2 separate regions of the Sus scrofa genome follow, and region 1 is linked to region 2. The links are chromatin contacts, called in public HiChIP or PLAC-seq maps. All regions are on one chromosome and are shown on one strand. Each heading gives the region's core, a stretch centred on a gene start, on an enhancer-like site or on the middle of the called end of the contact. The rest is flanking DNA. Distances are from core to core; before and after follow the strand shown. Region 1 overlaps C7H6orf106 (chromosome 7 open reading frame, human C6orf106). Region 2 overlaps RPS10 (ribosomal protein S10).

The links. HiChIP or PLAC-seq counts read pairs in DNA pulled down with a chosen protein or histone mark.
Region 1: a contact with region 2 is called in an H3K27ac HiChIP or PLAC-seq map of alveolar macrophages. The contact joins two enhancer-like sites. A contact is called at or near these places in 2 of 47 Hi-C or Micro-C datasets (embryonic fibroblasts and epiblast stem cells) and 1 of 2 datasets of contacts at active chromatin or transcription factors (alveolar macrophages).

What each region holds. Positions count from the first base shown.
Region 1 is chr7:30,629,393-30,632,529 of Sscrofa11.1, reverse strand. The region is part of intron 2 of C7H6orf106 (chromosome 7 open reading frame, human C6orf106); the gene reads left to right. Among named protein-coding and RNA genes, the nearest start is that of C7H6orf106, 36 kb to the left of the region's middle. Within about 2 kb of position 1,724, at least 58 of the 83 cell types and tissues checked have an H3K27ac peak or open chromatin away from gene starts, as enhancers often do. A contact at or near this core is called in alveolar macrophages, where this site is marked.
Region 2 is chr7:30,432,912-30,436,011 of Sscrofa11.1, reverse strand. RPS10 (ribosomal protein S10) reads left to right here. Exons shown (of 6, transcript NM_001244106.1): 6 at 307-866. The coding sequence ends at 348. Among named protein-coding and RNA genes, the nearest start is that of RPS10, 8.2 kb to the left of the region's middle. Within about 2 kb of position 1,416, at least 14 of the 83 cell types and tissues checked have an H3K27ac peak or open chromatin away from gene starts, as enhancers often do. A contact at or near this core is called in alveolar macrophages, where this site is marked.

The sequences.
Region 1 (3,137 bases), core at 475-2,974, 200 kb before region 2:
TACATCATCAAGGACACAGCAGTTATTTCCCTCTTTCTGATCTATCATCCTCAGCATATCAGTTTCATCCTCATTAGGTCGTCTGAGTGTTCCCTAGGTGGCTGTTTTTTTTTTTTTTTTTTTTTTTTTTTTAATCTTGCAGTGGTGGGAAAAAAAGATACCTTTTCTTTCTGTTTTTTTTTTTTTTTTTCCTTTACCTTTGTTTTATAAACTTTTCTTTTTTTCCATACCCATAGCATGCAGAAGTTCCTGGGCCAGGGATTGAACCCCTGCATTGTTGGTGGGAATGTAAGTTGGTGTAGCCACTATGGAAAACAGTAAAGAAATTTCTTTAAAAAACTGAAAATAGGGCGTTCCTGTTGTGGTACAGCAGAAATGAATCCAACCAGTATCCATGAAGATGTGGTTTTGACCCTAGGCCTCGCTCAGTGGGTTGGGGATCCGGCATTGCTGTGAGCTGTGTTGTAGGTCAAAGATGCAGCTCAGATCCTATGTGGCTGTGGCTGTGGCTGTGGTGTAGGCCAGCCAATTCAACCCCTAGCCTGAGAACTTCAGTATGCCACCAGTGAGGCCCTAAAAAAACCCAAAAAACAAAAAAACAAAAAAAAAAAAAACCATTCGACCCAGCACTCCCACTCTTGGGCATATATCCAAAGAAAACTTTAATTCGAAAAGATACATGCACCCCAGTGTTCATGGCAGTGCTATTTACAATAGCCAGGACATGGAAGCAACCTAAATGTCTATTGACAGAGGAATGGATAAAGAAGATGTGGTACTATACACAATGGAATATTACTCAGCCATAAAAAGAATGAAGTAATGCTATTTGCAGCAACATGGATGGACCTAGAGAGTATCATACTAAGTGAAGTAAGACAGAGAAAGACAAATATCATATGATACCACTTTTATGTGGAATCTAAAATATACAAACAAACTTATTTACAAAACAGAAATAGACTCTCAGACATAGAAGACAAACTTAGAGTTACCAAAGAGGAAAAGGGGTCGGGGAGAGAGAGATTAGGAGTTTGGGATTAGCAGATCCAAACTACTGTATGTGAAATAGCTAGCAATAAGTTCCTACTGTATAGCACAGGGAACTGTATTCAGTATAAACCCAAATCACTTTGCTGTGCACTAGAAACTAGCATGATATGTAAATCAACTGTGCTTCACTTAAAAAATAAAAAATGAATAAAGTTTTACCATTTTAACTTACTACAATTCTGTAGTATAAAGGATATTCACAGTGTTATGTAACCATCACCATCATCCATCTTTGCTTGTGCCCTTTTTTCCCCTGTTACACTACCTCCCTTTGTTCTTCAGGACACTTAACCATTTGAAATCAGAGAAAAACTTTTCTTGAGCAAAAACACTGAAGGAACTGAGACGTTTAACCTTTCAGGCTGGGCCTCATGCTGAGTTAGTGCCTTCCCTTTCCCATCTCCTCAGCCAGCTCTGTTTCATGCAGTTTCTTATTGGCTAGTAATAATAGTTGCATATGTTGTTTTGAACAGAATACAGTGCTATCATGTCTGCTTGTTCTTACATTGAATTGGAGCTGTTTAGTCTATTCTTGCTGTTCCTTGGCCCAGTGAGTTAGTGATCTAGATGGTCCAGGTGCCAAGGAACTTATACCCACATTTTAAGTTGTGTACCTTCCTGATAGATTAGAGCACCACTGGGCTAATGTCCACTCTCCACCTTTTACTTGTAAAATGAATATGCTTTGTCATCCTTCACTCCTGCTTCCTGCCAGGAATCCAGTTCACTACTTTCAGTTTCACTTCGTGCTTTAACAAATATTTCCTAATCTGTGGCTAAATTTCCTATATAATAGAGGTACAAGTAAGCAGGTTTTTTGGCTTGACTGTGGGATGAAGGCTGATTTGAGGAGGGAGATGAATCTGCCTAAGTAGGGTAGCTGGACTTTTCCACTTGTTAGTATTTCTACTGCGCTCGTCTCTGAGTCCTGTCTGATATGAGGTGGAGCCAAGTGGCGAAATATGACACAGGCTGAGGATAAGAATTGGCAGTTGTCCTGAGCGCACAAATAGTTTCTTCCCTCTCAAGCATATTTTACAGCCAAGTGAACAGAAAACAATTCAGGCTGTTTGCCTGGGACCTTCGGCAGAAAAATTATCTTTATAAAATGTGGACACTTAGTTTTTATGAAAAGCTTTCAGAAGAACAAAGTGCAAACTAGGCTTATTTTTCTCTCCCTCATTTTATCTTTGATCTCTAAGTATAAGGCTGATTCCAGATGTACTCCTAAGCCTATTTGTGGGTGGTAGGGTCTGGGCCTCCCCAAGTTTGACCAGTCACATATTCTTCACTTTGGATCACAGTCAGCTAGATAAGGAAATTTCTAGAAGAGTCTAAAGTCCAAGTGTTCCTATTGAATGGTCAAGTAAACAGGCACAGTTTGGACCCTGGCCCAGCTCTGCGCTGTGTAAATTTTATCTAGCACACACGGGCCGGCAGCTGGTAGTGGTATAATTCCAGGCAGTACTGATTAATACTACAGGCCACCCTTGCATGAGCCTTGACCTGAGGTAGCTGCTCTAAATATAGCCTTCCTTTCTGGCAGCTGCAAACACCTGGAGGAGCAGACAGGCCCCCAGCAGAAAAGTATTTGCTGTTAATAGCATGTCTCTTCAACAGTTGTGTACTGTCAGAACTTATTTCATGCTATGTTTGTGCATAATTAAAAGCAACCCGCTGAATCCATTGGCTTATGGTTGGGTTATGTTTGGAAAAGGCTATTTTTGCGTGGTTAAACTGTGGGGTCTGGGAATGATGTCACTGGTTTGAGGAAGACCATAATAAGAGAAGCAGTTACCGTAATTTCTTTGATCTCTAATGAACATAGCTTACTTAAACCCTTTAGTGGCCTTTGGTTTCTGGCACTGATGAACCATGCTGTCAGTCATGTGATTCTGTTCAATTAGAAACTCTGATTTGTGTGCTTGGAGTTCCTTCGTAAGGGGGCTTATAAGCATGTAAGTAATTAAAAAGAAAATTTACAAAATGGTACTTCCGAAAAGAAACTACAAATGACTTGTAAACATATAAAATACATTTAACTTCTCATAAAAAGAGAAAACTTTCTCTCGAGAAAACCATTT
Region 2 (3,100 bases), core at 167-2,666:
CTGGGAACCTCCATGTGCCACAGGTGTGGCCCTAAAAAAGGCATTAAAAAAAAGAAGTGTGTGCGGCAGACAAAACATCATGTCCTTTTACTGGGTGCTTCCGTGTCTGTGTATGGGCACACTGTTCATGTTCCCAGTTTACAAATGAGGAACCGGCCTAAGGTGTGAATGTGGCCCTGTAGCCTGTAAGAGCCATGGCTGGGATTTATGGCCTAGATTCTCTGAGCCCTGATATTTGGGGGCCTCTCCAGCGAAACAGGTCTGTGGGATACCACTAACGCTGGCATCATGTGCTTTTTCTTGCAGAGAGGCGGCTTTGGTCGTGGACGTGGTCAGCCTCCTCAGTAAAGTTGGAAGAGATTGTTTTGTGTTGAATAAACCTGTAGCCAGAGAAGACCGTTATCTCTTGTGCCCTGTTTTGTTTGCATTGTGTATCCTGAACAGTAATGGTTTAAAGATCAGAATGTTAATGGGATAAGACTGGATTGGTTCAGGGAGTTGTCCTTAGGCAGGGTGACATCACTTGTTGCTCTCAGAGCTGCATTACATGACTTTACCTGGGCCCTCTTTGTTCCAGCACATGGCTAGAGTCAGCTCTAGGGCGGTTACGCTTCTGGGAGGTGGTTGGAAAGCTGGGCGTCTTCACCACACTAACCATGCAGGCTCACGCAGCTCTGCGTGGTGGGAAAGAAAATTGCTGTATGGTGGTCCTGGAATTACTGATCTTCAAAGCTCAGGGTTTACAAGAATCGGGAGAAAACAATGCACAAAAACATAAGGGCTGCCCAGCCATCCCCTGGGTTTTTCATCTTTGTAATCAAATAAACACAGGACAATTGGAGTTTAGCCTCCTTGAAAACAGAAAATGCACTATCTGGTTTTTCTGGAGTCTGTCATTGGTGACCCAGCTTATGACTTGAAGACGACACAGTGAGTCTTTGGGTGTGGCCAAGTGTCATCTTTTAAGTACCCACCCAGAGAGTTTCTTGAGACCATTTCTGCAATCCTGCACTGCCAACACCAGGTGCCTGGTATAGTGCTAAGCCTTGAAGGTGCAGTCGAATGAGAGCTGCAGGCCAGTTTGGTGGGTGAGGTGCCCACTTTGGTTTGCAGATCAAACTACCACTGCCTCTGGTTGCAGTGAACACACACTTCCTTCGCGGGGTCAAAGGTATTTGAGGCAGCAAGTCTGAGTCAACCAGCAGGCCCACCATGGTAAGGAAAGCTAACAAGACTGATAGCTAATAGAAGTGTATCTTCCTATGGGATTTGGGCATTTCGAAATCATTCGTGGGGTACTATGGGCCCAGCTTGGTATGGGAAGGGAGGAAGGGAAGCTGGTAACTGATAAACTGTAAGTGGTTCTGGGCTGGATAGTAACCACCTGTTTCAGTCCTGAAAGGCAGTTCTAGTTTAGGCCACAAGATGGCAGCCCTCAGCAACCCTGAATGTGCGCTTAGAGTCCTGGGGGGTGAGCTTTGTATTCTGAACCACCAATGAGTAGAAGCTTGCTTTGGCAGGAGGGGGTAGTGTTGGGGGAAGCTGTTTCAGAGCAGCCTTGGCTGCCTTGCCAAAGATTGCTTTTTATCCAATTTTTCTGCTGGCTCAAGCCATGTCAAGTGGTTTGCCCGTGTTCACACGCCTTGTGATTGTTTAACCTGGATTCTACTGTGAAATGTTAGCTCTCAGCTTTTCTGCTTCCCATCGAGGCCAGCAAGCAAGCAGATGGGTTTCCTCTATGGCCTTGGTGATTTTCCTGGCCCTAAAATGTCACTCTTTGCCAACCCTTCCCCTCGTGATTTGAATTGGTTACAGAGAGTGTTCTTTAAGATCCCCCATGGACTCTGGGAAAACGAAGAGGTCCACTAGGTAGAGTCAGATCCTGTGGATAAAAGTACACAGATGAAAGTGGTTCTTGCTGCCTGCCAGAACCTTGGCAGGTAAATTGAATGGCCCCTGGCATGGAATTGCTGTTTTAGGGATCAGTGTTGATAAATGCTCTGGTAAACAGGTGGCTTGAAATCTGCCTTCAAGGACCTCATTGTCTAGTTAAGAAAGCAGAACTAAAGCTATACATTGAGTCCATAATGCCAAATACTGTGTACGTGGCCTGTTAGTGCAGACTGAAAGGCAATGCCAGGCTGGGGAGTGAATGGAGGCTGGAGCGACCCAGAGGGTGGTCTGTGGAGCAGGGGAGTGGGGAGACCAGTCAGGGCATCTTGAAGTTTGATTGGAAAATGATGTTGGATGGTGTCAGGTTACGAAACAGATGTGAAGAATTAAGGTTTTTTCAAAATTCCCTGTTGGCCTAGGGGGTTAAGAATCTGGCGTCACTACTGTGGCACGGGTTCTGTCCCTGGCCAGGGAACTTCAACATTCTGTGGGTGCGGCCAAGAAAAGAAAAAACCAAATGGGGAGTTCCCATCGTGGCTCAGCAGTAACAAACATGACTAGTATCCATTAGGACGTGTTTTCCATCCCTAGCCTCGTTCAGTGGGTTAAGGATCCAGTGTTGCTGTGAGCTGTGGTGTAGGTCGCAGACACGGCTCGGATCCAGCATTACTGTGGCTGTGGTGTAAGCCGGCAACTACAACTCCAATTCAACCCCTAGCCCCAGAACTTACATATGCTGCTGGTGTGGCCCTAAAAAGACATTTAAAAAAAAAAAGGAATATCACCTCTGAGTGATATTTCCTGACAGATCCCACCGTACTTCAAAGTCCAGTAAGCTGTTCTGTGAGTGCCCTTGCAGTCAGCTTTAGCAGGCTGTGTGGGAACTGCTCACACGTGTCCATTTTCTCTGACTTTGAGCCTAGCTCAGTGCCTCACACATGGTATCTCTGTCGTTCACTGCCTCACTCAGTGGTTTAAGGATCCAGTGTTGCCATGAACTGTGGTGTAGGTCACAGACGAGGCTTGGATCCCGTGTGGCTGTGGTGTAAGCTGGCAGCTGTAGCTTTGATTCAACTCCTAGCCAGGGAACTTCCATATACCACAGGAGGTGAAGCAAAACAAAACAAAATTGCAGTATCTGTGAAGCGCTGTAAAATGAGATACGCCTGTATTTAGATCGGATCGATTTTTGATATAAGTATAAGCC